2 separate regions of the Pan troglodytes genome follow, and region 1 is linked to region 2. A link is a contact called in public Hi-C data. All regions are on one chromosome and are shown on one strand. The core of a region is the stretch at or near the end of the contact, and the rest is flanking DNA. Distances in the headings are between cores, read along the strand shown. Region 1 overlaps FREM2 (FRAS1 related extracellular matrix 2). Region 2 overlaps TRPC4 (transient receptor potential cation channel subfamily C member 4).

Evidence for each region. Hi-C and Micro-C count contacts between places; a contact is called where the count stands out from the background.
Region 1: a Hi-C map of stem cell-derived neural progenitor cells shows a contact between it and region 2, with 2.9 times the contacts expected there. The contact joins two enhancer-like sites. A contact is called at or near these places in 2 of 7 Hi-C or Micro-C datasets (induced pluripotent stem cells and stem cell-derived neural progenitor cells).

What each region holds. Positions count from the first base shown.
Region 1 is chr14:37,870,665-37,873,813 of NHGRI_mPanTro3-v2.0_pri, reverse strand. FREM2 (FRAS1 related extracellular matrix 2) reads right to left here. Exons shown (of 24, transcript XM_522664.9): 3 at 1,282-1,428. Among named protein-coding and RNA genes, the nearest start is that of FREM2, 77 kb to the right of the region's middle. Within about 2 kb of position 1,738, at least 3 of the 24 cell types and tissues checked have an H3K27ac peak or open chromatin away from gene starts, as enhancers often do. A contact at or near this core is called in stem cell-derived neural progenitor cells, where this site is marked.
Region 2 is chr14:36,760,558-36,763,698 of NHGRI_mPanTro3-v2.0_pri, reverse strand. The region is part of intron 8 of TRPC4 (transient receptor potential cation channel subfamily C member 4); the gene reads left to right. Among named protein-coding and RNA genes, the nearest start is that of POSTN, 48 kb to the right of the region's middle. Within about 2 kb of position 1,713, at least 4 of the 24 cell types and tissues checked have an H3K27ac peak or open chromatin away from gene starts, as enhancers often do. A contact at or near this core is called in stem cell-derived neural progenitor cells, where this site is marked.

The sequences.
Region 1 (3,149 bases), core at 489-2,988, 1.1 Mb before region 2:
AAAAGTAAGGAGTAATTAATATTCAGAATCAAAACATGTCAGGGGAAATCAAAAAGAGTGGTGGGGTTCTGGCTGCAGCAAAATTACAGCGGGGTGTGTGTGGGTGTCGGGGAGGGATGTTGAGGGTGGCAGGGGTGTGTATTTCTGTGCATAGAGGTCTACTCTTTGAGGATCTTGAAGTTCATGGACCCAGTAAAATTTCAAAATAATCATTTGGAGACAAGCATAGGTTTACTAACTTTTTACTTTGCCAACATTTTCCTAGATTCCCACCTTAGTTGATAATCTCACTCAATGAAATCTCTTTTTATCCCATGCAAATTCCATTGGTCTAGATGTCTATAAAATATATGGTACCAAAAACAATATAGTTGCTTCAGGTGCTGCCATTTTAATCAACATATTAAATATTTTGTGCCAATCATATTGCTGCTTAAAAGTACCAATATACTGCCAACTTTATTTTATGCTTCTATGAAAATCAAATATGAACTTGAGGCCGGGCGCGGTGGCTCACGCCTGTAATCCCAGCACTTTGGGAGGCCGAGGTGGGCAGATCACGAGGTCAGGAGATTGAGACTATCCTGGCTAACACGGTGAAACCCCGTCTCTACTAAAAATACAAAAAATTAGCTGGGTATGGTGGCGGGCGCCTGTAGTCCCAGCTACTCGGGAGGCTGAGGCAGGAGAATGGCGTGAACCTGGGAGGCGGAGCTTGCAGTGAGCTGAGATCACACCACTGCACTCCAGCCTCGGCAACAGAGTGAGACTCCATCTCAAACAAAACAAAACAAAACAAAACAAAACAAAACAAAACAAATATGAACTTGAATTGGAGTTGAAAAAAGGTTTCATTCGTTTGCTTCTGACTCTTAGTTTTATTTAAACGAAGTAAAGCAGAAGAAAATCATTAGTATTTAACAATTTACTGTTGTTACAAAGAAAGGTCACGATACTCATGTTTCAGAAAACTTTTATCTTATGGGTAAATTACAGATTTGCCTAAGCTCATTCTAAGATCTAGTGACATTTATTTTTATTTCGTAACTGATTAGTGTTCCTGCCAATTTTTATACCAGAAAAAGATCATATGTACACAGAAGGCTTGAAGAGATAAGTACCTTGACACAAACCTGTTGCTTGTTTCTTTAGTAGTTAGAGAACTTTTAAATTTTAACTTTAAGCTCTAAGTGAACTAAACTGACACTTTAATCACTGTAGAATTATAAACCTTTGCTAGAAAAATAAAATTCTAAGACAGAAATAAAAAATTAAACTTACTTATAAAAGAAGTTTCTCCCAAGTAACCTCTACGTTTAAGAACAACATCTAGAAATTTGGAGTCCTCATTGATCAGGTAATATTCCTTTTCAAAGGAGATCCATGCCCAATTCAGACGAAAATTCTGGTTCGTTAACTTGTTTCCACCTTGAAAATAAAAATTTAAAGCCATAAATTAGTGCTTTCTTGAATGAGTGGTCTTCAAAATTCCACAGATTACTTTAATGAAACAACATTAACAATCAATACAGCTACTTAGTTTGATACACAACTCTGGAATATGTACATGGAGATACAGCTTACAGTCTAGGGACTGTTACACATACATTCAATCGCTGACATAATTCTTCACAAATTCCTTGCTGTTTTAGGAGGGGAAGTAGGTAATGGGTAGGAAGTGCACAACTACTAGAGGCTATTTAGTTTAATCCTAAAACTAAATATCCAACTTGCAGGATAACTCACTTCCCACAAGGTGCCGCTGGAGAGCAAGTTTTCTAATCAGAGGGCTGCAAGGCTCCTTTGTGATGTTCTACAAAACACACACACAACTTCACAAATACTTTTTCCGGTTCACAGAGCAATTGGGTGGAAAGTTTTAATTATAACCACTTAAGGAAAAACAAATATCCCTTCTCCGCCTCCCTTCCCCACTATATTCCACTCCATTCCTTAGAGCAAACAGACAGTTCTTTTCATTGATTTCCATTCCTCTCTGAAGATAAGGTTTTCCCCTCCCATCTTCCCACCAAAATGGAGCGGGCTGCCTATCAGGAGAAAATAAACCTTGCGTGTGATCTCTCTAATGTGAAAGCGACTATGTTGGGTAAATGAAAGGAAAAATGGTTATCAGCTGATCACTCTGCACGCATCCCTCTACTTCTTTTGATCTACACCAATTATTTCAGAGTAAGGTGAGGTTTACAAACAAAGGCATCAGTCTGAAAGAGGCTGTAAAAAAAAAAAAAAAAAAAAAAAAAGCCTAAGTAACAGACACAGCTAGAGGCACAGTTTTCATTCTAGTTTCTTCTCTTTGCAGTTCACATAGAAAAAGAAATGAAAGAGGAAAATCTCAAAACTTTAATAGATGACAAAAAAAATCTACACAAGGGAAAATGTTGAGTGAGCGAAGACATGAAAATACATTCATCTTTGCTCGAACTTTAAAAAAATAAAAACTGCAGCAACTTTGAGCTATCAACTTAACAGGTACTAAAGATTAAAGAGAATACCTTGTACAACTGAGATTATGTAGGGAAATTGTTTTCTTGTTTACTGTTGTTTGGCTTTCAAATTAGCACAAGCCTTTTGGACAGCTATGTGCCAATGTGTGCAAGGGGCAAAAAGATGGTTATAGCCTTCAATCTTGTCGCTCCTTCTGTGGGATTTTTGCTTTAAGAGAAGCAGAAATATATTTGTAAGGAACTATTCATTGCAATATTTTCTATAATAACCCCAAACCTTAAAAACTATCTTATAGTATATCAAATCAATAAAATGTTATTCAACTCCCAAACAATAAATATGAAATTGTTGTTGGAACACTGAAAATACTTAAAAACACAACAACAAATGGTACTGATGCTGTGAATGTAGCTTTGTAAAATGAGACATGATACAGGAGAAGCTGCTTGGTGTTTTAAATGGTGGGATTATGGACTTTCCTATTTTTAGTTAATTTATCAACTATAAAATATAAACAGATTGGGGCCGGGCGCGGTGGCTCACGCCTGTAGTCCCAGCACTTTGGGAGGCTGAGGTGGATCACCTGAGGTCGGGAGTTCTAGCCCAGCCTAACCAACATAGAGAAACCCCATCTCTACTAAAAATGCAAAACTAGCCAGGCATGGTGGCGCATGCCTGTAATC
Region 2 (3,141 bases), core at 464-2,963:
GTAACAAAACACAGGGTCCTGCTCTGATGTTTTAAGAGATCCATCTGTACTGCCAACAAAAAGAATGGAGAACCAGACCAAAAACTTGACTTCCAACCCTCCCTCCTATCCTCTCACTGTTGACTCATGGGTAGGATTATGTTGCCATCATTTTTTAGAAGCAAAGAGGAGCTCTCAGTCAATTGGCTTTTCTATTAAAGTAGTGATTCATTCTCAGAGTTAAACAGTTTTATTTGCTATATATTACTGGTCTCAAAAGGAACCCACACATTTCTTTTATGTGTTTATATTTGAATTTTTTGCTCCAAGCTGATGCACAGCAAGGTAATTTGAAACTAATCAGAATCTCAAACCATTCCTTTTTTTTTTTTTAACCATTAATATTTTACTAACATTCAACAATGGCTATTTGGATGCTTTGGGAATTTATGCCAAACTAAAAAATATTCTGAGTTTTGTCTGTCTTTTCCACCAATCTAGAGCCCTGGGCAAGCACCAGCCCAATCAATATCAATGCTGTCTAAATTTACTCTTTCTCCATACTGCATTTCCAAAATGAAAAGGACATATTGTTTTCAGATGCCTACTCTTAGTTGAGCTTTATACATTTTTTGTTTATATGAAAATAAATGATAGGTATAATTTATAAGGAAGTTCTTGCTTATAAAAGTATAAGAAACGCTGGGCGTGGCGGCTCACACCTGTAATCCCAGCACTTTGGGAGGCCTAGGTGGGTGGATCACAAGGTCAAGAGATAGAGACCATCCTGGCCAACACGGTGAAACCCTGTCTCTACCAAAAATACAAAAATTAGCTGCACGTGGTGGCACGTGCCTGTAGTCCCAGCTACTCAGGAGGCTGAGGAAGAAGAATCGCTTGAACCCGGGAGGCAGAGGTTGCAGTGAGCCGAGATCGCACCACTGCACTCCAGCCTGGTGACAGAGTGAGACTCCGTCTCAATAAATAAATAAATAAATGTATAAGATAAATGAGATATAAATTAAGATGGTTGTATTATTAAAAGAGGGGTTAACTGAGAAAGTAATATCAAAAGTAATTAATTTTTCTGTGAATTTATTTCAACTTGGTTAATCCTCCTGATAGTTTATTATGTGGACATACAAAGACAATGAGATACACAAACAACTATTAATTAAAAGGTGACATTTAAGGAACAGTGACAGTCACTTTGTGAAACTAGCACATGGCTTAGAATATACCATTATACCCCAAAGGGATCTTAGATATCATTTAGCTCAACCATTTCTTTTAAAAGATAACCTGTTTACTTTGCCCATTGTCTCATGCTTTCTTAGAGACAGAGCAGGGGAAAATTGCTGGGTCTTCCATTGTTTCCCAGTTCAAACTGCTTTCCATCACCCTCTCTTATTTCCCTGAGAAGTCTGGTGAACATGCAGCAATACCTTCACTGTTGTGTCTTTTGATTGTTCTCAGCAGCCTTTGCAGATCCTATCATTGTTTTCAGCTGCCTCTTAGACTCCTGTGTCCCGAATCCCTTGTTTACCAGGCTGGTTTACCTTCTGCCCTTATCCTCAACTTGCTTATCTTTATGCTGCATTTTTGAAGCAGAAAATTCAAGCTACACTGGAAGTGACTTCATTCTTTGAAGTATTTTTCTGTAACCTTCCCATTTGTAGTTCACTTACTGACACTCGTCACCCAGCCTTTGAGTAAATGTCACTCTGCTGCTCATTCCATTCACGTTCCCAGGAAATGCCTGGGAAACCAGTACTCTTCAGGGTTGCTACATTGGCCACTCTCTAGGAGCCCATTATTGATGATCTTATCGTGCTATTTATGGCTTCCCAGTAATACTGATACAACTAGCTCTGAAAACTCATTAATTCGTATTTCTTTGTAACTCTGGACTTCATTTAATGGTTGATTGGGAGTTCCAGGTAAATTAATCTTTCACTTGACTGCTTTATGGGAGAAAGCATAAATGAAGCAGAACTGCTGTATTATTGAGCACAACATTTGTGATAGAAAGCAAACCCATTATTGAGAGATACTTCCTCTCTGGGCTATTATAAAAATCTCACGAAAAAGGCAGCCTATCCAAATAAGAAACACACTCTTAACTTGTGTTTTTGACATTGCTTCCTGTCAAATGTTTTGTTTAACCTCATTTTATCAGCAAATACCCTTCTTATCATTACAGCATTTGTTCTCAAATATTTTAGCATACAAGAATTGTCAGGAGTCTCCATTTTAACAAGCATTTCCAGTTTACAACTTTAACTAGACATTTCTATTCAAGACAGCATTGGTATCTACCACAATTTTTTTGAAGTTTTTTAATCTTTAATTCGTGTGAGTACCTAGTAGATCTGAGCTTTTTAAGCTAAAACGAAGCCAGGCTTCATGCTGTTGCTCAAAAAGTCCCGATCCATTTAATTCAAGTACGAAGATGCTATTATAATACAATACTTCCCCAAAGCATTTAATTAATGTGAGACATATTTAATGTCACAGACTAGGTTTCTAAACGAAATGTTTACATTTATATGTTACCATACCGAACCAAAAAAAAATACTAGTTCTTTTGATAAAATCATAAAAAATGTTTTTAACTTCCTTAGTTTTATGTTTTCCACTTTTTGGTTTTCTCTCAAGCACATGGTGAGAAGAACAGGAGGCAGGATGGTCTCTGGAAGATCACTCTGAGCATCACACAGCCCTGAGATACAGGTGGAATATTCAAGCCTGACTAGCTGCCCCAGAAATATGCCCAGTTAAGTCACTACAAATGAAATTAGAAACTGTGAATAGATTAGCAACAGCTATCATCACTAAAGAAAAAATGCTTATAGTACATGCCTCTCAGACTTCATTTATAGTGGCAATTTGTCAAAATGTATTGCTCCCTAATCTTTAGGACACTTAGTAGGCCTAATGACAAATCTTACAGATATGACAGTTTTCATCCGTGAGTGTCTCCGGATTCCTAAATTACTGCTGCAAGATTTGTTGGCAGGGCCTTTTGATGAAACTTTATTTCCCCAGCGGGGATATATAGAAATTAATTGCTTGATATTCTTGGTATTTCAAGAGTGAGTTCCTGAATATTTGGTTTGACAATACAACATTCAGGCATTTCACGTGAATTATTTTGATATG